Regions from separate parts of the Mus musculus genome. Here all the other regions are linked to region 1. Evidence: chromatin contacts called from public promoter capture Hi-C data. All regions are on one chromosome and are shown on one strand. Each heading gives the region's core, a stretch centred on a gene start, on an enhancer-like site or on the middle of the called end of the contact. The rest is flanking DNA. Distances are from core to core; before and after follow the strand shown. Region 1 holds the start of Maf1 (MAF1 homolog, negative regulator of RNA polymerase III). Region 2 holds the start of Rac2 (Rac family small GTPase 2). Region 3 holds the start of Triobp (TRIO and F-actin binding protein). Region 4 holds the start of Gga1 (golgi associated, gamma adaptin ear containing, ARF binding protein 1).

Region 1 (5,517 bases), core at 1,363-3,862:
CAGAGCTGGATGACGCTGAGACCTCTGCTTCTTCTCATCACATACAGATCACTGGAACCCTAGGCAGAAGTTGGCACACAGTAGGCCTTTAGGAGATAGCACCCAGACCAGACAGAAGGAACCCTGATCTGTCCCACCCATTCCAGGCTCCCGAGGATAGTCCATGGCCACAGCCACCACCACACCTGTCTTCCTCCATGGTGCTGGTCTCCTCTGCCCTGCCCTCACCGCCTCCACCTCCACTCTCTTCATCAGCCTCCTCTGCCCCCAGTTCCAAGTCCAGTGCATTGCCTGCCTCTGAGGGTGTGTACGTGGAGCCACTGGATGGGAGAGACAGCGGACTTAGGATCTCCTTTCCCAGGCTGCCCCAGGGAGAGTAGACCCAGTTAAGGAATGATCTGAGTTGAAGAGGGAACTGGAGAAGGTGAGGTGGCAAAGTACCAACCTGATGGAGCGGCAGCTAAAGAAGACAATTCGCTTCAGTCTCTTATTGTAAAAGAAATAGTTGAATGACCAGAGGCTTCCATCTTCCCCAAAGGGGTCGGAGTCTAGATCTGGGTTATAGCTGAAAAGAGAAAACAGCAGAGGGATGAGGTCTCCACTGCCATACACATGTGCACGCCCAGCTGCAAAGACGTGAGCCCACCTGTAGATGTCACACTCAGCTAAGCAGATCTCCTCATCCACTGCATTCCACAGCTGTGGCTTCAGGGCCTTGAAGTCTTCACGAACAGCTGAAAACAGGCTGCAGTTGACTGCATTTACCACCTACAGGAGGTGACAGTCAGGGGTGACAAGGGTCCAGGGCAGCAGGGAGAGCCCAAGAACCCACACCAAGTGGGGATGGCAATGAGAAGGACCACATGGCTTGGGGCCCTTCTGTTCATCCTTACCCAGCGGAGGCTTGGCTCTCGGCTGAATTCATGACTTCTGGCTGTGCTGAAGTCATAGTCTGGCCGGAAGGACTCATTGAGGGTGGCAATCAGATAGAAGAGGGTCTTGCGGCTGCACTTGTCGCTCAGAGGACTCTCATCCTCACCACCCTGGCTCTTGCTCAGTCTGAACAGAGAAAAATGTCAGCCTTGCCCACTGTCCCACATACCCCAGAAGGTAGTCTCCACCTCAGCTTACCTGCTGGGACTGAGGCCTGAAGTTTGGGGTGGGGACAGTGCCTCCAACACATGGGGCTGGCCCTCCTGGCAGAACTGCTTGAACATATGTTTATCATCTCCCGCCATCTTACACGAGTAGCTTTCAATCCTAAAGAACGCAGGCAGAGTCATGAAGCATGCTAACCCCGAGGCCCACGATAGTGATCTCTGACAGATTGATCCCCAGAGCCTCCAGCCTCACCTGCCAATAATATGGGCATCTCCAGTCTCCACTGTCAACTGTGAGTTGATGGCCTCAAAGCTGGAGTTCTCCAATAGCTTCATGTCCTTTGGGAAGGGAGATTCTTGTGCCAGTGGGATTAGGGCAGCACTACCTGGGAATGTGGGAAGCCAGCATGGCTACCTAGCTCCAAAGGGCTCCACTTTCAGCCTTTCCACCCACTAGCAGAGTACTGTTTGCAGCTCGAGCTAACCTTGAGTCCACCATGGAGCTCATCTTCCTCACCTTACCTGCCCCTGAGAACTCAGCACTGGCTGACAGGGAGATGATCCTATGCATGAGCATGGCATGTCCAGGTTCTACCTCAATCTCAAGTACTATATACTGGGGCTGGCTGGGGGCCCCACCCACTCTCGACATTCCTACTCCATTGACATTCTGCAGGCATCCTCAGACTGTTGTAAGGTCCTCAATAAGAACCTGCTATCCGGTTCGGAACGGGGCATCTGGGGTTTCAAGCCTTGAGGGTCACCTGTATGGGTGCTCCTCCCGGGTTCTATGGGTTGCTTCACTGCTTCCTGTCAAGAGGAGGAAACCCATGAATTCTTCAATTCTATTTGCAAGTATGCCTAATTCGTACTTCGTACGTCGAAGTGTGTAGGATGGGCAGACACACCACCTCTGCTGGCGCAGGCCAGTGGTCTCCTGGCATTGCTGCCCTGCAAGCCTAGAGGTACCAGCAGATTCGTAGCGGGAAACTACAAGCCCCAGGAGGCAGTGCACCAAGAGAGGCGCTCCAGCCCCAAGCAGCATAAGAACTACAAGTCCCATGAGGCACTGCAGCAGCGCGAGGCCCGCCGGGGACTGTGGTTCCCGCAAGCCCGGACCGCTTGGCGCACAAGGCGGACACCCACCTGCCAGAATTGGGCTAGATCAAGCCAGGGTAGACGGGTTGTTTAGTGTCGGTGCCGAGGTGACGGCGGCGCGGGCTTTGCGCAGCGCGGGTTCCTCAGGACTGGAGGGCGGCGCCGCGGCCTCCACTCGGGCCGCACTGTATCCGGGGGAAGAAGCTTCGCGGCGACGTCCCGTTACTCCAGGCCCTGCCGGCCCATACGGGCTGCAGCCGCGACATAGCCTCGCCCCCCTGCAACGCCCGCTTTCGCGACCAACCTGCCGCGGACCGCCGAGATCGTACCAGCCAGAGAACGAAACAGCGACCTCCGCCTCCCCCGACCCGACAACAACAAGCGTCCGACGGGCCCAACCCCACTCCTCTGAATGGTCCACTTTAACCACAGGGCCAGACCACGAGAAACCTTATTGGTGGACTCCTCCGCCACTCGGCTTCACCTTCCACTTCTACTGGCTGCATAGCTTGTCTGTCTCGCACTCGCTAACGAACCCGCCTCCCCTCTTGGTGTTGATTGGTTAGAACCATGCCCGCCCCGCCCCCAGGAGCCAACCCTCTTCCTAGAGTGGTCCACGGTTACGAAGAGCCTCTGCTGTGCTTATGTGTGTTTGTGTGCATTGGTGCCTGGTTCCTTCCGGGAACTGGTATTGTCTTGTGTAGGGCAGCAGCTGTCGTTCGTTCGAACCTTTAAGAAAAGTTCATCCTTGCCTTCTTTTTGTGACCGGTGACCGGTCTGTGACACTGTCTCGGGTCCTGCTGAAAGGTGACTAGCTTGGCCGGACCGTGCCTGGAGATCTGGGACCATTCCTATCGCTTAGCGAGCCATCAGGCTCTGGTAGTGCGCAGCATCGGGTCCTTCTTGTTCTCCAAGCTCTGGGGCATCCGGAACCGAGGCTCACAGTCCGAGTTTCTGGCCGGCGGAAGTACTCGACAGTTCTCTATCACGGAAGCACTCTCGGAGAGTCAGGACTCCGCCGGATCAGAAATGTCGCCGCCCGCCGGCGGTGCGGCAGTGGCTGCAGACCCTGCCTCACCTGTGGTGCTCCTGGCAGTGCACGCGGCGGTCAGGCCCCTGGGCGCTGGACAGGATGCCGAAGCGCAGCCGCGGAAGCTGCAATTGATAGCGGACCCTGAGCGGCCTGGACGCTTCCGGCTAGGACTGTTAGGCACCGAGCCTGGGGCGGTGAGTGTGGGCCCGATTCTGGAATCAACTTTCTTTCGATTACCTTGACGACAGTCCTTAAGCAGTTATTTTTCTTGATTGCCTGTAAAAGTGGGAATAATGCTGATACCTAATTTACAAATCTTGTGAGGAATTGGTAAGATAACAGGCGAGAAAAGTTCAGAGCCGTAAAGATTACCTCGTTCCTTTTCCTTTCACATTCGTGTGGGTAACGAAGAGGAACCACCGACCGAGTACTCTTCCCTGTTCAGGTCAGTTTAGAATGGCCCTTGGAGGCTATTTGTTACACCGTCCGTGGGCCTAACCAACACGAGCTGCAGCCTCCCCCTGGAGGTCCTGGAACCTTCAGCGTGCACTTCCTCGACCCCGAGGAAGCACAGCAGTGGGCAGCACTGGTGCGAGATGCCACCGCAGAAGGACAAAATGGTCAGTGTTGTGAAATAAATGCTTATTTGAATATGTCCGGGCCACCTGGTCGAGGTTGGGGGTAGTGATGGAAAAGCTGGGCACCTAGGAAGGCTTCCAAGAGGAAGGAAGTGGAGAAATAAGAGGTTCAAGAGCTGACCCCAGTACCAGACAAGTAAGAAAAAGAAGAGCAAGCATTGCTGCAGGACTAAGAGTTTAAGGAAAATGGGATTGTATTCAGTGGAAAAACAACAGAGACTTAAAGATAGAAACTCCACAGTGTAGACAAGGCTAAAGGAGGCCAGAGGATCTTAGGAGATGGAATTGATAGGTCTTGTGGTTGTTCAAATGGAAGAGTTAGTGATTATGACTGAGCTAGAAGAACCACTTAGTATGAGGCTTATATCCAGTGCCTGCTTGGAAAAGCATGGACATGGCTGGGACTCTGGAGAGGTAAAGACTGGGAGTTGGAGAAGTCACCCAAAGTCACCAGGAGAAGCATAGAGAAAAGAGGGCCTTGGATGTAGACCAGTGGTTCACAACCTTCCTAATGCTTCAACCTTTTAATATAGTTTTAATACAGTATGGCCCCCAGCCATACATTTATTTTCATTGCTACTTTAATAACTGTAATTTTGCCGCTGTTATAAATTGTAATGTGTAAGTATGTTTTCCAGTGGTCTTAGGTGACCCCTGTGAAAGGGTCATTCCACTCCCAAAGCATTGAAACCCACAAGTTGAGAACCACTGATGTAGATAGTGCCCTGGTAAGAGGTAGGAAAGCCCACAAACACCGGAGGAAGCCCTGAGCCTGACATGAGACCTGGGTACCTTAGCATTGAAAGAGAGACTTTCTCTTGTCGTTCATTTGCCAGATGTGTGTACCCAACCCTTAATACTGTTCTTTGTGACAAGGTCTCAATGTGAATTCCAGGTTGATCTCAAATTCACTGTGTAGCTCAAGTTGGTTTTGAACTGTCAGTGACCCTCTTACCTGTTCTCCCGGAGTGTTGGTGTTATAGATGTGTACCATCCAACTGGGGACTACTTTTTTTCTTTTTTCCTGTGTGTGTGCACACACGTGAGTGTGTGTCTGTCTGTATTTGTGGTGCGCATGTATTTGTATAGAGGCATACATGTACATAGCACATAAAGAAGTCAGAGAGCAATCCTGGGACAACCTCGAGTGTCAGTCCTCATTTTCCACCTTGTTGGGGAGTTTCATTTCTCTTGCCTCTACCCCCAACTCACTCACCATATGAACACTGGGATTACAGATCTATACTTCCATGCTTGGCTTTATATGGTTTGGGGAATTTGAACTCTCAGGTCTATGTCTGTATGAAAAGCACTTTAAGCCAGGCAGTGGTGGTGCATGCTTTTAATCCCTGCAACTCAGGAGGCAGGGATCTTTGAGTTCGAGGCCAGCCTGGTCTACAGTGAGTTCCAGAACACCCATGCTACACAAAAAAGCCCTATTTCTCTCCAACTGAGAGTTGTTTTTGTTTTGAGGGCCAAGGCTGGGAGAGGAAGATTAGCCTGAATTATGGCCTAAGGATAGTAGGATGAGGCAGAGAAGGCCAAGGTTCTAAAAACCTGAGATTGGATACCACTAGCCTAATCCACATCTTTCCTCTTAGGCAGTGGCAGCCCAGCCCCAGCCCCAGCCCCAGCAATGTGCCCCATT
Region 2 (5,372 bases), core at 1,074-3,573, 2.2 Mb before region 1:
GTAAAATTTTATTGAAAGATATAAAGGAGAAGGTGAAGATGCTAACAGGCAGACAGAATGACTATCACAAGGATGTCAGGTCCCTACTCGCTGCTGCAGGTTGAACGCAGGACAGCCCAGGACTCTTATGTCATTTGCTTGAGCTTATTCCACAGTGTAGATGGAAGAGCAGAGATTCATCAAACACTAGAACAATCCTGAAGGAATGTAAGAGAGGCACGTTTCTCCTAGGCTTGGAGCTGGGGTAACTGAAGCAGGCTTGTGTCAGCCCCTGGGTGGATGGGAGGACTAGCAGAGAAAGGGGCCAAGGTTTGGTTTGCAGGTGACAGTCTTGGTCCACGAGGCTTCTTGACTGCCCATTCACTGGGAAAAGATAGGTAGAACTTTGTTTAATAGATGGCACTCTGGGATGATGGTCTGTGTCCATTGTCAGCACGACAGAGTCACCTGGGAGAAAGACATCTGGAGCACATCGATTTGAGGTGGGAAGATCAGCCCACTGTGGGTGGCACCATCCTGTAGGCTGGGAAACTGCATTGTGTTAAATGAAGAAAGGATCTGAGCAGCAATGCGCTCATCGTTGTTTCCTGATTGTGGGCAACCAGCTGCTCCAAGCTCCTGCTACTCTGACGACTTCCCCACTGTGATGGATTCTAACCTTGAACCATGAACCAGAATAAACCCTTTCTCCCTTCTGTCGCTGTGGTCGGAGTATTTTTTTTTCATAGTGATAGGAATAGAAACTAAGAAAGCCCTAGAGAAATCAAATCAACATCTCACAAAACCTACTAGCAGCCCCTTTGTCATCTAAAATCCACTCTGTGTATCAAGGTCACTGTCTGTAGACAGAAACTGTACACACTTTGTAGAATATCTTTGTGAAATTGCATAGGAATGCTTAAGAAAGAATCACTCAAAGAGTATCAATCATTAGGGAAGAAAAATTAAAGTTGACCACATACAAATAAACCTTTATAAATATCACAGCTTCAAAAAAAATAATTCCACATACTGGAAATGAACTATGAAACGGTTATAGCAATTCACACTTGAAAAATCAAACACCGAACTTCTCCAAATAAATATGAGGGGAAAAAATACTCCAGTAGAGAAATGGACAAATACACAAATAGTAACTTGTGTAATAGGAAACCCAAAAGTCCAATAAACAACTAAAAACACAAATGCCCAACAAAACACCTGCAAACACAAACACCCAACCAAACACTTATAAACACAAATGCCCAACACAAGGCGAGTGTAGTTGATATCATCAAAACGGCAAGAAGCCTACGACAGTTTGTAGGTAGGATTTTCGGTTTGGAGTGGTTTCCCAGCTAGGATCTTGCTGTATCGCTCGATGGCTCTGGCTGCCTTGGAACTCTCACTCTGAATCCTGGACTCAAGCTCCCAGCAATCCCTTTGTCTCAGCTTCCTGAAAGCTTAGATTGCACCATGCTGTGAGAAGGTTTGGACTTGCCAAACTTCTACCAGCTTGCTCTACTGCATCTGTCCCTGACTCTTCCTCCTCCTCCTCCTCCTCCTCCTCCTCCTCCTCCTCCTCCTCCTCCTCCTCCTCCTCCTCCTCTCACTCCTCCTCCTCCTCCTCCTCCTCTCACTACTCCTCTTCTTCCTTCTCTTCCAACTCCTTCCCTTTTCCCTATCCTCCCTCCTCTCCTTCCTCCTCCTCCCCCTTTTCCTCCACTTCCTCCCCTCCCAATTTCCCCCCTTCCTCCCCTTCCTCCTTTTCTCCCCTCTCCTCTACCTCTTCCCTTCTCTCTTTCCCTCCCCCTCCTTTGCCTTCTCTCTACACACTGGCCCTTGCTTAGGCAGCACCCCCCCCCCCCGGGCCAACTTTGTTTGACATCACACGTCATAGCCACCAGTTTTCCCTGCTGGTGACTCTGAGGTCACTCTGTAGCTCTCCCTTGGCCCATGTCTCCTGCCTTGCTCACAGCACCTGTGGTGTGGTTTGCCTTCTCTACAGAGCAGGAACTCCAGGACAACCTGGCTTCCTGCATTTTAGAGTCACCAGCTCCCAACACAATGCCTGATACACAGTAGGCACTCAAGTGTTTGCCCATGGGAGTCAGGCCAACTGACTTCTTGGAGGATGCAGATTCTTCGAGAGCAACTTTGTCCCTGCCCTGGCTTAGGAAGTGAATCTTCAATTCTCTAGGGTGCCTGGGTTCCCTTTGGAGCCTAAGTCAAGTGCCCTTGGTGGCCTGGGCCCAACCTAGCACCTGTGGGGCCCCAGGTCCTCTTCCAGACCGCATGCTCCACCCCCTCAAGGCTGTGGGGCAGCAGCTTGGGTAAGTTCCTCTTCCGTTTCCTCCCGCCTCTTGAGCTGGGGTGCTGCTCCTCACTGCCGGGTACCTCCTAGCCACTCCATACCACTGGTGTCCACAGCAACGCTCCTGGCCCCCAACTGTCATCCCTGGCTGCTGGGCCTCAGATGCAATGCAGGCCATCAAGTGTGTGGTGGTGGGTGATGGGTAAGTACCTGGCTGAGTTGTCTCCCACCCCTACCAGGATGCCTCTGAGATCCTCCCTGGTACACCCACAGATTCAGGGCTCCCAGGAGGTTCTGGGGAAAGTCGCTTCCTTTCCTTGTAAGGGCTTACAAGGAACATTTGGGGTGGGTCTGGACTGCTCCCTGTCCTTCAGCCTACCCCACTCCGGAAGCTACTTGGGTGGAGGGCCTGGACTGTGGGTGGGGTGCTGCTATTTGCCTGTACCCTGAGAGCTGGGACAGGGCTCCTACCGGGCCAGCATCAGTTCAGGGTACAGGTACGAGGAGGGAAATCAGCAGCTTGCCCTTCGGACCTTTGTTTCCCAGGCTGGCCCAGGCTCTAGTTGCTGTCTTGCTGGGCCTAGGGGACTTCTGGCAATCTCCAAGCTTTCTGACTCTCAGTCCAGCCTCTGCTCTTAAGGACTCCAGAGGGCAGGCTGGCTGCAGCCCTGCTAAAGTCTGATAGTCATTGTCAGATCTTGGGACCACAGGCTCTCATAACCCAAGGCCTGAGTTTCTTCATGTGTCTCCCATATATTCCGACACATTAGGGTGCAGTCCTCAAGTCTATCTTGGGTCCCGCTAGATCCATCCTCACATGTACTAGACAGCCATCTTCAGTTCGAAACGGGGAGGGGCTGAGGCCTGGAGACCTTTCCTGGCTTAGGTCCCAAGGTCACACACACTTTGGCTCTGCTGGTGGCATAGGCTATCTACCTCCTCAGCTGACTAGGTCCGACTTGGTCGCTGCTGCAGCCGCCACCGCGCTAGGGTGTCAGCCGTTATCTGTGGCAGCTGCTCTGCTCACTTCTGCTTTGTGTCTGATCTGGGGGAGGAGGGGGCGGACACGGAGGGCCGGAAGTCAATGATTCTATGCATTCAAAGTTACCTGGGTGGCAGGCTGGGGCTTGAGGGCAGAGGTTTAGGGGGCAGGGACAGCAGAGCAACCTCCTCGAGTGGGAAGTGACTTAACGGAATTGTACTGGGGAAGGCCCGGAGCTGTCCCTCTGGCCTCTCAGCTTCCTGCTGAATGACCTGGGTGACCTCCCAGCTTGGCAGGGAGATAGCTTAAATGGTGGTCATCTCCATTTATCCCATTTCTCTTTTGTATGTGGTCACCGGGCTGTGGCTCTCTGTATGATCTGTCTTCCACCAACCCTACTTACCATCACAGAGTTCGTTTTACAGGTGGGAAAGACCAAAACTCCGAAAAGTTACATAACCTGCCTTGGAGGCAGAGGATTTGAACCCAGGCCCCTCTGACTTCAAAGAGGGGCGATGGGCAGTCCCTAACAGTCATTAGTTGGTGCCACTTCTATGGCACCGGGTTCAGTGTCTTAGAAGTATCAGTTATTTTACTGGGAAGATGGGCTTGTCCTTGTTGTCTACATGGGGAAACTGAGGTACAAGGTGCTTAGGTGACTTGCAAAGTTGTGTAGATGGCAAATGATGGAGGCAGGATCTGAAGCTTAAGAGAGACACGTGACAGTCTTACCCAGCTCTCCAGGGTCCTCTGTTCGGCCCCATGGTCATCTGTGCCTATCACCTGTATCCCACACACTGGTACATGTACAGTACTGGAGTTCTCCTCAGATGTGTGGCTCACACCCATGGCTAAGACTGAAGTCAGGTTCTTTATGGGCACTGCACGGGGTAGAGCACACTGGTATGGGGTGTCTGGGATTGGGAGACTGGAGCCTGAGTACAGTTCCCGCCTCCCCTTCATCTTGACCTTGGTGAAGGGGAGCTATGACCTTGGTCTCTCCTGCATCTTGTCTCTTGTCTTTCAGAGCCGTGGGCAAGACGTGTCTTCTCATCAGCTACACCACCAACGCCTTCCCTGGAGAATACATCCCCACTGTGTGAGTGGCTTCTTGGGGGCTGTCCCCTGTGGGGGCCTGAGACCAAGTAGGCTGGTAAGGCTAGAGAGACTCTCCATTGTGGGGAAGCTGGCTGGTGATCCGACATGCAACGCAGTGACTTATGCTAAGTCTTAGAATGTATGCTAAGGAGGCAGAGGCTCCAGAAGGCAGAGGGACTGTGGGGTGGGAAGGCGTAAAAGGACAGGAAGGAATATGTCCTTCAAGCCAGCCAGGAGGAGAAAGAGGGGTGGAGATGGGCTATGGAGGTGAGGGAGGAAGAGTACCTCAGAAACTTAGCAGCAGTGTCTGGGGACCCGTGTGCTGGGGTGGGCACAGTGCTAGCTGTGGTCTGTGGGAAGCCTATCTTCTGGTGCAGGATGTAGCCATCCGCTCCCACATGATACACAAGGAGTCCGCAGGTGTCAGAAGAGTCTCAGAGCATCCCCATACTCACAGAGCAGCTCCCCAGCTTCCTGCATAGATTTCAAGCTCTTCAAGTATCCCCCAATCTTCCCTTCTAGAGATGTTACCCACTGTTTTGCTTTATTGGATCAACGATCCTTAGGCAAACCTACCGCAGGACCTTTGCACCAGCTCTTCTCCCTGCCAGAAATGCCCTAGGGTGATTTCCTGTCTCATTCTCATACCTACACCCTCCAGGCCTATCCATGGTGCCCTCCTGGAAGCCTTCAAGGCTAAAGGCCTGTCAATCGCCAGAGGAGCTTGCCAGCTCTCTCTCAAGACCAAGGACCCATATGTTGAGAAGGCCTTGGCTTCTCAAGAAAGTGGTTGATACATTGTGTAATATACATATGTCTCATAAGTGATATCTGTGCCTCGAGGTGACGAGATCCAGAGAAGTCTTCACCACTAGCATCTAGTTAGAATGCCTTTGGGTTGGTGGCCCTGTACAGGATACCACACTAGTGATTGCATTGGGTCCTCAAGGGAAATGGGTGTTACAATATCCTGATGGCCAATAGCCAATAGCAGCTATG
Region 3 (5,650 bases), core at 1,828-4,327, 2.6 Mb before region 1:
CATGTATTCACTCAACAAACAGTAACATCGGCTAAGTGCCCAAACATACTGCATGTTCTTAAAAAAAAAAAAGAATTATTAATTTATTTTATGTGTATGAGTACCATGTAGCTGTCTTCAGACACACCAGAAGAGGGCATCAGATCTCATTACAGATGGTTGTGAGCCACCATGTGGTTGCTGAGTATTGGAGAGCAGTCAGGGCTGGAGAAATGGCTCAGGGGTTAAGAGCCCTGACTGCTCTTCCAGAGGTCCTGAGTTCAATTCCCAGCAACCACATGGTGGCTCACAGCCATCTGTAATGGGATCTGACACCCTCTTCTGGTGTGTCTGAAGACAGCAACAGTGTAGTTGTATACAATAAATAAATAAATAAATAAATAAATAAATCTTTAAAAAAAAAGAGCAGTCAGTGCCCTAGATGTGGTTGATTGATTTTGGTTTTTCAAGACAGGGTTTCTCTGTATAGTCCTGGCTCTCCTGGAACTCACTCTGTAGACCAGGCTGGCCTCGAACTCAGAAATCCGCCTGCTTCTGCCTCCTAAGTGTTGGGATTAAAGACGTGTGCCACCACTGCCCGGCTAAAGATTTATTTATTTATTTATTTATTTATTATGTGGTTGTTGAGAACTATATTTAGGACCTCTGCTTGCTCTGGTCAGCCCTCTCGCTCAGTCTCTGCCCGCTCCGGCTCAAAGATTTATTTATTATTATACATAAGTACACTGTAGCTGTCTTCAGATGCACCAGAAGAGAGCGTCAGATCTCATTATGGGTGGTTGTGAGCTGGGATTTGAACATGTAGTTGCTGGGATTTGAACTCAGGACCTTCGGAAGAGCAGTCAGTGCTCTTACCTGCTGAGTCATCTCACCAGCTCCCTACACATGACTTTTAATGTATAGTGTTGAACAATGTTCCAAGGACCCTGAATGTATAATTTTCCTTGTGCTGTTCATAAAATCCAAATTTTTACCAAGGGAAGAAAGAATGAGAGAGAGAGAGAGAGAAAGAAAGGTATGTTTGAAAAAGTTGGGTGTGGTGGAACCCACCCAGCTTTAGGCCAGCCTGGTCTACAAATCCAGTTGAAGGACATCTAGGACTGTTACACAGAGAAACTCTGTCTCAAAAAAACAAAACAAAACAACAACCCCAAAAACCAAGTTCCTCAAGTTCCCAGCCATAGGTGGCTCCCTGCTCCCAGCATGAGGCAGAGGATCTTGTGAGGGTGCAAGTTTGGGGTCAGAGTGCACAGGCCACACACCGGGTCTCCATCTCTTAAAAAGGAAGAGCTGCCAACAAGCATGAGGACTTGCATCTGAAAGCCCAGGACACAAGCACAATTTTCCAAGATGGGGGATGAGCACCGAGGAATCCCTGTTGCTCACTGGGCCAGCCAGTCTAGCTGAATCAGCCCACTCCAGGCTCAGTGAGACCCTATCTCCAAAAGTAGTGTGGCCTGTGACCAACCTCTTTCCTCCATGTGCACACACACACACCAAATAAAGAAGACAACTCCCCCAGCCCCCCAATTTTGTTTTGTTGATCCATCCCAGGGTACACCATGTTAGGCAGTCGCCCCGGTCATCCCCAAGTGTCTAGCTTTATAAACTTATACCTCCTCTCTTATTCTGCTCAAGTTAACACCAGCTTTAGAGGAGGCCATCAAAGCTCAGAGAGGTTCCCCAACAGAGGTGGCACTGGTCCAGCTGAAGGCTCAGGTCTGTCTCCTACAGCTCAGAGGTGACCCTGTGGGGGCTGGATCACACTGCCAAGTCACCTGGGTCCCTTGGCAAACACAGAGGGATGCAAAGGGCTGGCTAGGTATTTCCATACTTGAGGACAAAGTGTTACACAAAAGTGAACACCGCCTAAGGTCACAAAACTCCTCTGTGACTGAGTTTAGCCAAAAGAGAACCACTGCGTTTTTTTTTTTTTTTGTTTTATTTTGTTTTGTTTTCCCTGTTCTAAAGATCAGACCCAAGTTGGGGCAGGCATTAGAAAATTGCTGTACCATTGAGCTACACACCCAGCCTAGCCTACCGGTCCAGTCTTCTCTGTTCTGGAGGCTACAATGTCCACACCCTAAGAGTGACTCTGGGAGAGAAGATTCATCTCACTCATCCACAGGCAGGGAGGGGTATTAGCAGGAGATAGCCAGCATGCCCTAGAGCTCAAGTACCTCATAGCACCATTGGGTCACCTCATGCCTGACCTACTTGGTGATGATAGAGCTGGGGGTGGGGGGAGGGTCAAGCCTTTGTTGGCAATTTCAGCTGAGCTGAGGAATTTAGGGTTCTCCCCTGGGGCTCTAGGTCGGTCCCTTGGAGAGTGGAAGCCCCACGGGAGGATCCACGGAGCTTGAGTTCCTCCTAGGGCGACCACTTACCTGCTCTGCTTAGTTCCCGTTTTGTATAATGGATGTATAGATGGATGGATGGGTGGGTGGATGCGCTGCACAAACCTGGGCTGTTCTTTTCTGGTCCAGCCACCGAGAAGAGCATCCTCTTGGATAGAGAACGTAGCTCCTTTTCCAGGGAAGCTAAACGGGGGCTCTTCGTGTGCCCCTTATGACTCCAGTTTCCTTCACGACTCCCCCCAGCCAACTGGCAGAAATCTTCCCTAAAATGCACATTAGATAAGAATTTAACTACAAAAAGCCTTCGTGCATTTGCACGCCCCACCCGGAGAATGGACCCTGAGTCCCCTCTTCCCAAAGCCGGCCGACCAGCTCCTCGGGGTCTCTCAGCTTACCTCCTCTGGCCTCCCCTTTCCAGCCAGCTTAGTTCCGCTAGCCGCGGGGTTCTGACCTGGACTCGGGTTTCCACTCTCCGGGCGGCGGAGGAACTGGTGCCAGAGTCACAGCCTCTATTTTAACAATGAATCAAAACGCGGCCCAGGACTTGCGTGATAGACCACGCCCCTCCCTCACTCCAATAGGCTCTCCCTAAGAGCTTCATTTGCATGGTCAGTGTGCGACTGGACACACCGAGGACTAGGGGCGGGGCAGAGGCGGGCGGTGCCCAGGCGCCTTGCCGCGCGGGATGCACAGCACGTTTCGCCCGCGCTACCAGCATCTTGGTCCAGTCATGTCCCCATGGGGCCTGAGGACTGGACTTAAGGGCTTGTCTCTTTTCCTGTTGGCTCTCTCTAGCTAAGGTCCCTCAAAAGATACTAATGCATGTGTGGAAAGTACAAAATGTGGCTTCCCGGGCGTGGGGACACAGCACTTTAAAAACTGAAGCAGGATGATGGATCTCCCACAGTTCCAAGCAAACCCAGAGGGCTGGTGATGTACACCTCTAACCCCAGAAATTGGGAGATGAGGTTAGTGGGTATCTAGAAGTGAGGGGAAGACAATCAGAAGGTTATGGCCAGAGACAGTTGGAACCCTGCCTAGTCTACATGAGACCCTGTCAAACAAAAGCAAAACCACCAAAAACCGAAATCAACCAACCAAATAAATTGTTCAGGCAGAACAGTACCAGACAGCTAGTAAACACTAGTGGAACACGGTACCAAACTCATACCGCTCTAAGTTACTGTAGTCAGGGTCTCAGTAGCACAGAGCATCCCTGCCCAGGGATATCTTCACCTCCATTTGAACATTGACCTGGGCTCAGCCACAAAACCAGCAGCCCCACCCCAACTTTTCAAGTTAAGCTCTGTTGTACATTGGTTAAACCCCAGCTCCTATGCCAAGCCTTTACGTATAGCAACAAGGATCAGAGATGCTAATAGACTTGCCAGGGTCACACAGCTAATAAAGGGCAAAAACCAAACTAAAATCTCGGAATGTCTGACTCTGCAGGCCACTGTGGAGTGCCCTCCATTCACATATTCTCTCATTCACTTGGATCTGGTGATGTGGCCAGAAAAGTAAACAGGAATAAAATGTAGTTGCTTCCAATGTGAGGGCATCCTGACCCCGAGTGGAGCTGGCTGATAAGCACAATGGGCTTCCTCCCTGGTCTGGCTAGCTCTAAGTAAGAAAGGGGCTAGTGAGACCTGGGTTCTGCATCAGCGTCTAGCACTTCTTGGCTGGGTGATCTTGAGCCAATTACTTGGCCTTTCTGAGCCTGGAGTGGAATGGGTGTTTCCACTGGGTTGGAACTGACACGGACCCAGCCCTCTGCCCCTACCAGGCTAATCCACCGAGAGCCAACTGAGGCTGGCACTCCTGACAGTGCGGTTCGTTAAAAATGTATGGAGCCCTTTGTCAGTCATGTTTGCCAAGGGTTCATCGGAGAACAAGAGACCTGTGCACTGCTTTGTGTGTTTGTGTGGTGGAGGAAAACAGACCCAGGGCAAGAGAAAGAAGCAAGACATGACTGAGTTCGCCGGTGCTTAGCTAAGAGAAAAGAGGGCAGAGCAGAGAGTGGCAGGCATAGGGTAGCTGGCATGTTTCCAAGAGGTTGTCCGTGATCTTAAGAAAGTTGTTCTTGGGCTGGAGAGATGGCTCAGCCATTAAAGGCTAGGCTCACAACCGAAAATATAAGAAAGTTGCTCTTGCCTCTGCCACATGGCCATGTTTGTTCCTCCCATGCCATCTAGGGGGACAGGAACCACACAGCCCTCCTCATCACCATCCTATCAGAAGGATGTCACACTCTAGTGAGATGCCCAAAGTCCCCTAACTTCCACTCTGGATCCATGAGGGCGTCTGTCTGGGAACTGTGTCCCAGAGCCCTGTGAACTGTTGAGTGGACTCAGTTGAGGGTACTGTGGCGGCAGCCAGGCCAGTCACCACTGTCGCTATTCCTCCTCCTGTCTCCTGCTCCAGCTTGGACTTGTCCGCATCATGTCTTTTAAATTGTATTGTTTTATCAGTGTGACATATGAAGGGCACACTTGTGAGTGTTGCTAAGTATTCCTCTTTAGAAGGAGGTAGAAACAGTGTCTACCCATCCTTCCAATGACAAGCCAAGGTACTATCCCACCTTGGGGGAACCAGTGATTTTATTGGACTTCTTTATGAAACTTAAGTGAAGGGGTTACTTACAGAAATGTCGGTGTTCCTTCACAAAGGCTACACTGTGAAGTGTCTACCCAGCAGGGATTATGGCTTCCCCAGAGCTGCATGGATGGAGCCCAACCCCCTTCCTCAGCCCTTCCTCCACCTATAGCCTCTAGGCTGTCCCCCTACGAGACTGAAGCCACATGCTATTAGAGAAGAAGTTTGTTGGGAGGAGTGGCTACTCAGGCAAGGAGGGTTCCATGGTGATTCTCTGTCTCCTCCTAGGAGGAAAGTAAAGAGTCAACAGGCCCAGTTGTTGTGGTAATCCTTTCTCTTCTTTTCTTTTCTCTTCTTTTCTTTTCTTTTCCTTTCTTTTCTTTTCTTTTCTTTTTTCTTTCTTCTTTCTTTCTTTTTTTTTGTTTTTGGTTTTGGTTTTGGTTTTGGTTTTTGAGACAGGGTTTCTCTGTATAGCCTCGGCTGTCCTGGAACTCACTCTGTAGACCAGGCTGGCCTCGAACTCAGAAATCCACCTGCCTCTGCCTCCTGAGTGCTGGGGTTAAAGGGTAATCTTTTATAAACAGATCTAGAAGAACTCCTATGAGCTTGAAAGATGAGAACAGTTAGCAGCACTTGCTGCTCTTGCTGAGGACCTGGGTTTGGTTCCCAGCACCCATGTGGTAGCTCACGACCACCTT
Region 4 (5,661 bases), core at 2,465-4,964, 2.5 Mb before region 1:
GCCTGAGCACTGACCTTCCGGTGGGATCAGTGGGCAGAAGAACACATGGCTACTGCTTACCTCGCCTTCTCCCAAAGGCCCCATCCTCAGAGACTACATCCAGGGACGGCCTCCCATGGCTGTACCCCACTACGCTGACTTTCCCATCTCTCACGCTGTTCTCAAGAGCAGCGCCCCAATCCTCCTGGTATCCATACTCAGGAGACTGAGGGGTAAGAAAAAGGCCAGGGTCCAGCCCTGGAGGAACTGTAGGCCTGGGCAGTGGGCCAAGAGAAGCTAGGCTCTTAGAGAAAGGTAAGTGACTAAGAAAGCATGGGAACCCAGCGCAGGGGACTTGGATCTGCCTGGGGCCGGGGCAGCTGCCCAGGCTGAGGGCCGCTCTGCTCAGGTAAGGACATAGCCTGGGAAAGACTGGACCCTGGGCCTCACGTCTAGTTCTGCCAGACCTTGTCCCTGGGGAGTGGCTCAGGAACACTTCTTCCAAGGGTGCCTTCTTCACTTCTGCCCACCACGGCAGCGGCTATGTTCCTAGCTATTCTTTACAGAGGGCCCAAGTGGACTATTACACAAGGCTGTGTGACTCCTGCAGAGAACATGCCTTGCTCCGCTCTCATGGATGCATGAGGGATTGGTGGCAGGGAGGATGGGGCTGGAGAAGCTGGGATGCAGGGATGGGCAACAGCACAGAGGAGCAAATAATATGAGACAGTCCCCTTGTGGAGCCCCCAACACTGCCGGGTGAAGAGCCGTGCAGTAAGAAGAACTTCTTGAACCTCTGTTTCCCTACTTGTAGAGCTGGACAGTACGCAGGCTGTGCACTGTGAGGCAGAAGTGTTCTCATGGTTCTGGGACACTTCTGCCCATGCTGCAGGCGCAGAGGACCACAGCCCAAGGGGTGGGGCTATGGAAGATCTGTGGACAGGAAGAGGCTAGGGCCCAGGATGTGGCACCTGCTCAGTTGGGGACCTATGCTATGTCTGGGGGCCTAGACACCCTCAGTGTCCGGCAGCCATTCACTTAATCCATAGTTAAAAAGAAAAAGAAAAAATACGGTGGTGGACAAAAGCTCTTCTTTCCTGAAACTCACTGGCGCAAACAGAGCATCTCTGAGTACTCAGATTAGCGATCTCAGAAGCGCTATGAAGACGGGCAGAGCAGGGGAGGGAGCAGGGGAGGGATGGAAGGAGCTGGGGCAGGCTGCTCTCTCCCGGGGGCTCAGAGGCAAGATGGATGGCCAGAGGCTGAAGCAGCATTCTTTCTGGTACCAATCTATCCCAGGAACCTTGTGGGTGACCCTCCAGTCCTTGAGAGGAACAGATGTCACCAGTGAGGCCCCCAGGGACACCAGCAACATCTCTTCTTCCTTAGGTCAGGCTGCACATTTCCCGACCTCCCAGTCCCCCACAATGGCTAAGGGACTGAACACTGGGAAGAGAGCCTGCAATCTGGAGGCAAGGAGAAGGTTCGGGGTACTGGCCTCTCAGTGACAGCTGAGAAAAAGGGCTAGAACAGGAAGTCCTCGAAGTGTCAAAGGCACGTGAGCCCCAGCAAGGGTGGAGCCAAGCAATCCGAGTCAGGAGCCAGGGAAGAGGAAACTCTGGCCAGGATCAGTTTCTCCCCAGCATTGAGCAAACGGAAGATCTTAGAACTGGAAGAGACATGACCCCACCCCTTTCCCCAACCTCCACAGTGCGTGTGCGTGTGTGTGTGTGTGTGGGGGGGGGGGCTCATCTCCCCTGGCAAGTGGCAGAGGAAAGTACTTGAGGGAGAGAGGTATTTCACAACTGGGCATGACTCTTCAGATGCTGTCCTGGCTAGTTTTGTGTCAACTTGACACAGCTGGAGTTATCACAGAGAAAGCAGCTTCAGTTGGGGAAGTGCCTCCATGAGATCCAGCTGTAAGGCATTTTCTCAATTAGTGATCAAGGGGGAAAGGCCCATTGTGGGTGGGACCATCTCTGGGCTGGTAGTCTTGGTTCTATAAGAGAGCAGGCTGAGCAAGCCAGGGAAAGCAAGCCAGTAAAGAATATCCCTCCATGGCCTCTGTATCAGCTCCTGCTTCCTGACCTGCTTGAGTTCCAGTCCTGACATCCTTTGGTGATTAACAGCAATGTGGAAAATGTAAGCTGAATAAATCCTTTCCTCCCCAACTTGCTTCTTGGTCATGATGTTTGTGCAGGAATAGAAACCCTGACTAAGACAGATGGGGAAAATATCTATGGTCCTCTTTTACCTCTGACCTCCTGAGACCCGTGCAGTACTGTATCTCATGCAGTCCATGGTCACTGTCTCCTTCTAACCACCAATCAACCCCACTGCCAGGCTGACTCTCCTCCGCCCCCCCCCCCCCCCCCAGATCGGTGAGCTCTGGGAATCAACCTTCCAGTTCAACTTCCTTCGAGGCTGGCTTCAAAGATGCTGACCATGTCGGCCCACACCACCCTGCACAGATCCTTGCTATATCTCAGACCAGGAGGTTGAGCTTGAGGATAGACCGGAAGGCTTCTCTGGGTCACATCCCTGAAAGGCCTTGGGACAGACCTGTCACTAAATGGACCAGAAGAGCCAACCTGCAGCTCCCAGGGGCAGAGTTCAGGAATGGGGTTGGCAAGGCCAAGGATCTTCAACAAGCAGTGTGGGACAGGGAGAACAGAGGATGGGGCTTGGAAGCCAGAGTTGGAGGAAGCTGTTTCGAAGGAGACAGGAAACAAGGACAGAGGCCTGGGGAGGAGGCTCAGCAGGGGCTAGGAAAGCAATCTGGGACGCAAAGCAAGGCTGGGCTTGGGTATAACGACAGAGAACTTGATTTCCTTATGGAGTCTTAGACGGGACCCTTTCAAGCACTGGGAGTTTCTCCAGGCGCGGACAGAGCTGGATCAGATGGGCCAGGGGTCCCCCCTTTCCTGGGCTGGGGGACCGAGCAGATCTAAGAAGAGCTGCGGGCACAGGGTTTGAAAGACTCAGGCCCTGAGGAAGTGGGGGGATCCCTCTAGGGGAAGACTCGAGGGTCTGCGCTTTGGTGCAACAGGCAGGGCCTTCGGGGGTCCGGGATAACTCTGCGCCACCGGGTCACCGGGGTGGGTGGGCGGCGCCCGCTCCCGGCCAGGCTGCGCGCAGCTGCCAGGGTCCGAGCGGAGCGACAGACTGGGGCGCCGCCCCTCCGGGTCGGGGGGCGGGGCGTGAGGAGGGGGCGCGCGGACCCCGCCCCGCCGGGAGAGAGAGAGGGGCCAGCCTCGCGCCCCCGGTTCCGGTTCCGGTCCGGCTCGCGCCCCTCCCGGACACTCACTGATTCGTGCCTCCAGAGTCTCCGGCTCCATCGCGGGCTCCATCCGCCACGGGCCCCCGGCCTCGGCGCCGCCCCCCGCCCCCCGGCCGCTCTCGCGGGAACTCCTCGGCTCCGCCCTCGGCCGGTTAAAGGGGCCGCGTCCACCCCGCGGAGTAGGAACGCGGCACCGGGACGCCGGGCACCATCGAGACGCGGGTGGAGCCGCCTAGAGCGTCGCCTCGTCGGCGCCCCTCCCCCTGGCGGCTGGCGGAGTCGCCGGTGGGGCTGGTCGGCGGCCTCGCAGCTCCGGGCGCTCGGGCGGGAGAGGAAGAGGAGAGCCTGGGGGTGGCGGGCGGCACCATAGAAACCCCGCGGGACCGCTCTAACTCAGTTAGCGTCACGCAGAGACCCGTGACCGCTTCCGGGACAACGCTCCGGAGCCATGTTTCTGAAGGGGTTCTGAAGTCACTTCCGGAGCCCTCAGGGGTACTTCCGCTTACGTGGGAAGATGTCAAAGTCCCTTAAAAGGGCAACTGGGCACTGTGGCCGCCGCCAACGCGATGAGGTTAAGCTAACGTTTGTTTAGCTCTTAAAGCCCTAGGCATTGTTCTGAGCAGTTTTTTCCCCTTTGAGACAAGGGCTCACTGTCTTGCTCTGGCAGTCCTGAAGCTCGCTCTGTAGAATAGGCTGGCGTGGAATTCCTGAGATCCGCCTTTTTCCGCCTCCCAAGTGCAGACATTAAAGAAGTGTGCCACCACGCCCAGCAAAGGGCTAAGTCTTTTTTTTTTCTTAACCTATGAATCTACATTCAAACCCGGGAGCCAGGTTATGAGTTTGCCTGAGGTCATTAGGGGTCAGTGCTTGCACCGAGTACTTAATTCTGCATTCAGTTTAGAAACTCCTTGCATTTGGGTTATTCGGTGCCCAGCCCTGGAGAGAAAGACAAGGCCAGATATATATCCTACAAGGTGATGATAACGCCCGCACTTATCAGACAGAGGCAGGAGGTTATCAGTTCAAGGCCAGTGTGGAATATCGTATCTCAAAGCACGTAACACTCTCAAGGTGATGGGGAAGCCAGAGAGGTGGTGGCAAAATGAGAGGTTATCTTTCCCCAAACTGGAATGGTGACGACGTCAGGCTCTTTTTTTGAGGTGGTTTAGGAGGAGGCAAAATGTGAGGTACTTTCACCCGCTTTTTCCACCCTCTGCGGTCGCCTTGGCTAATTCTCAGGAATGCCAGTTCGCTCTCTGTAGCCTCTGGCGGCCGTCGGGGGAACTGGCTACTGTGCCCTCTCCAGCGAGCCTGTGCCAGGAAGAGTTAAAGAGCATCTGAGACCAAGGAACCGGCGAATCCAGTTCCGCATGCCTGTGGCCTTGGAGGGATCAGTATTCACCTTGCAGAACCAGTTACCTCATTTCAGTCGGGTTTTCTTCTGAACCCAACTCTCAGTGAGACGTTTAATTCTCTCCTGCAACCTATAAGATACGGGAGAGGGTAACAAGATGGGCTCCGCCTGCTTTGTTTTCTTTATTTTTAAAATTGTTAATGAAATAAAACCCAACTGCAGGCCGGGCAGTGGTGGCGCACGCCACCTAGCACTTGAGAGGAAGAGGCAGGTGAATCTCCGAGTTCAAAGTCAGCCTGGTCTACGGAGCGAGTTCCAGGACCCAGGGCTACACAGAACAAAACCCAAAACAAAAACCCAAACTGCATTTGCCAAATTGATTTAAAGTCAGATCACTACTCACAGGCACTTTTGGTGGAGCGACAGAGGCAGGGTCTCCTGTAAGCCTAGGCAGGCCTTGAACGCACTATAGACTTGATCTCTGATCCTTCTTTCTCCACCTTCTGCGTGCATCACCACACCTGCAAGAGAATAGGACTTCTTGCAAGCTAAGCAACACGCTACCAACTGAGAGACATCTCCAGCTACTTCTGCCTCCATCTAGAGTCCTTATAGCCCAAGCTGGCGATTTCTGTGGTACCTAGCATTTCATATAAACATGTTAGGCAGACACATCACCACCTGAGCTCTAACCTCCAGCTGCCCCACAGTGTATTTCTTTGCATGCTTGTGGTTTGTGTCCCTCCCTGCCTCTGGGAAGTCTCATCCTGAAGCATTGCATCTGGTGAATCCCTGAGTTTCTTTTCCTGTTGCTGTGATTAAACTGCTCTGATAAAAGCAACTTAAAGAAGACAGGGTTTCCCACAATTCAAGGGGAGGAGAAATCAAGGCGGTGGCAGCTGGGCCCATCACAGCTGCAGCTGAGAAACAGGGCAGAGAGAGTGTGGAATGCACACTGCTTCCCGCCCTTTCTCCACTCACACAGTACAGGTTCCCCATCGGGGATGGTGCCACCCACAGTGGGCAGGTCTTCCCAGCTCAGTAGACT

What was found. Capture Hi-C pulls out chosen DNA fragments and counts their contacts.
Region 2: a promoter capture Hi-C map of liver shows a contact between it and region 1, with 2.5 times the contacts expected there. The contact joins the promoter of Rac2 here to the promoter of Maf1 in region 1. A contact is called at or near these places in 1 of 39 promoter capture datasets (pre-B cells) and 2 of 9 other capture datasets (adipose tissue and liver).
Region 3: a promoter capture Hi-C map of adipose tissue shows a contact between it and region 1, with 2.7 times the contacts expected there. The contact joins the promoter of Triobp here to the promoter of Maf1 in region 1. A contact is called at or near these places in 1 of 39 promoter capture datasets (pre-B cells) and 2 of 9 other capture datasets (adipose tissue and liver).
Region 4: a promoter capture Hi-C map of adipose tissue shows a contact between it and region 1, with 2.5 times the contacts expected there. The contact joins the promoter of Gga1 here to the promoter of Maf1 in region 1. A contact is called at or near these places in 2 of 39 promoter capture datasets (cranial neural crest and liver), 1 of 115 datasets of contacts at active chromatin or transcription factors (stem cell-derived neural progenitor cells) and 2 of 9 other capture datasets (adipose tissue and liver).

What each region holds. Positions count from the first base shown.
Region 1 is chr15:76,348,389-76,353,905 of GRCm38.p6, reverse strand. Maf1 (MAF1 homolog, negative regulator of RNA polymerase III) reads right to left here and starts at 2,612. Exons shown (of 8, transcript NM_026859.3): 1 at 2,247-2,612; 2 at 1,354-1,486; 3 at 1,132-1,260; 4 at 894-1,059; 5 at 647-768; 6 at 446-565; 7 at 186-320; 8 at 1-59. The coding sequence starts at 1,436. The coding sequence ends at 38. Sharpin (SHANK-associated RH domain interacting protein) reads left to right here and starts at 2,796. Exons shown (of 9, transcript NM_025340.2): 1 at 2,796-3,425; 2 at 3,677-3,851; 3 at 5,471-5,517. The coding sequence starts at 3,228.
Region 2 is chr15:78,569,734-78,575,105 of GRCm38.p6, reverse strand. Rac2 (Rac family small GTPase 2) reads left to right here and starts at 2,323. Exons shown (of 7, transcript NM_009008.3): 1 at 2,323-2,495; 2 at 4,303-4,374. The coding sequence starts at 2,461. It overlaps Gm36738 (predicted gene, 36738), which reads left to right. Exons shown (of 2, transcript NR_155437.1): 2 at 434-695.
Region 3 is chr15:78,945,151-78,950,800 of GRCm38.p6, reverse strand. It overlaps Triobp (TRIO and F-actin binding protein), which reads right to left and starts at 3,077. Exons shown (of 25, transcript NM_001039156.1): 1 at 2,753-3,077; 2 at 2,463-2,620.
Region 4 is chr15:78,875,243-78,880,903 of GRCm38.p6, reverse strand. It overlaps Gga1 (golgi associated, gamma adaptin ear containing, ARF binding protein 1), which reads right to left and starts at 3,714. Exons shown (of 17, transcript NM_145929.2): 1 at 3,287-3,714. The coding sequence starts at 3,329.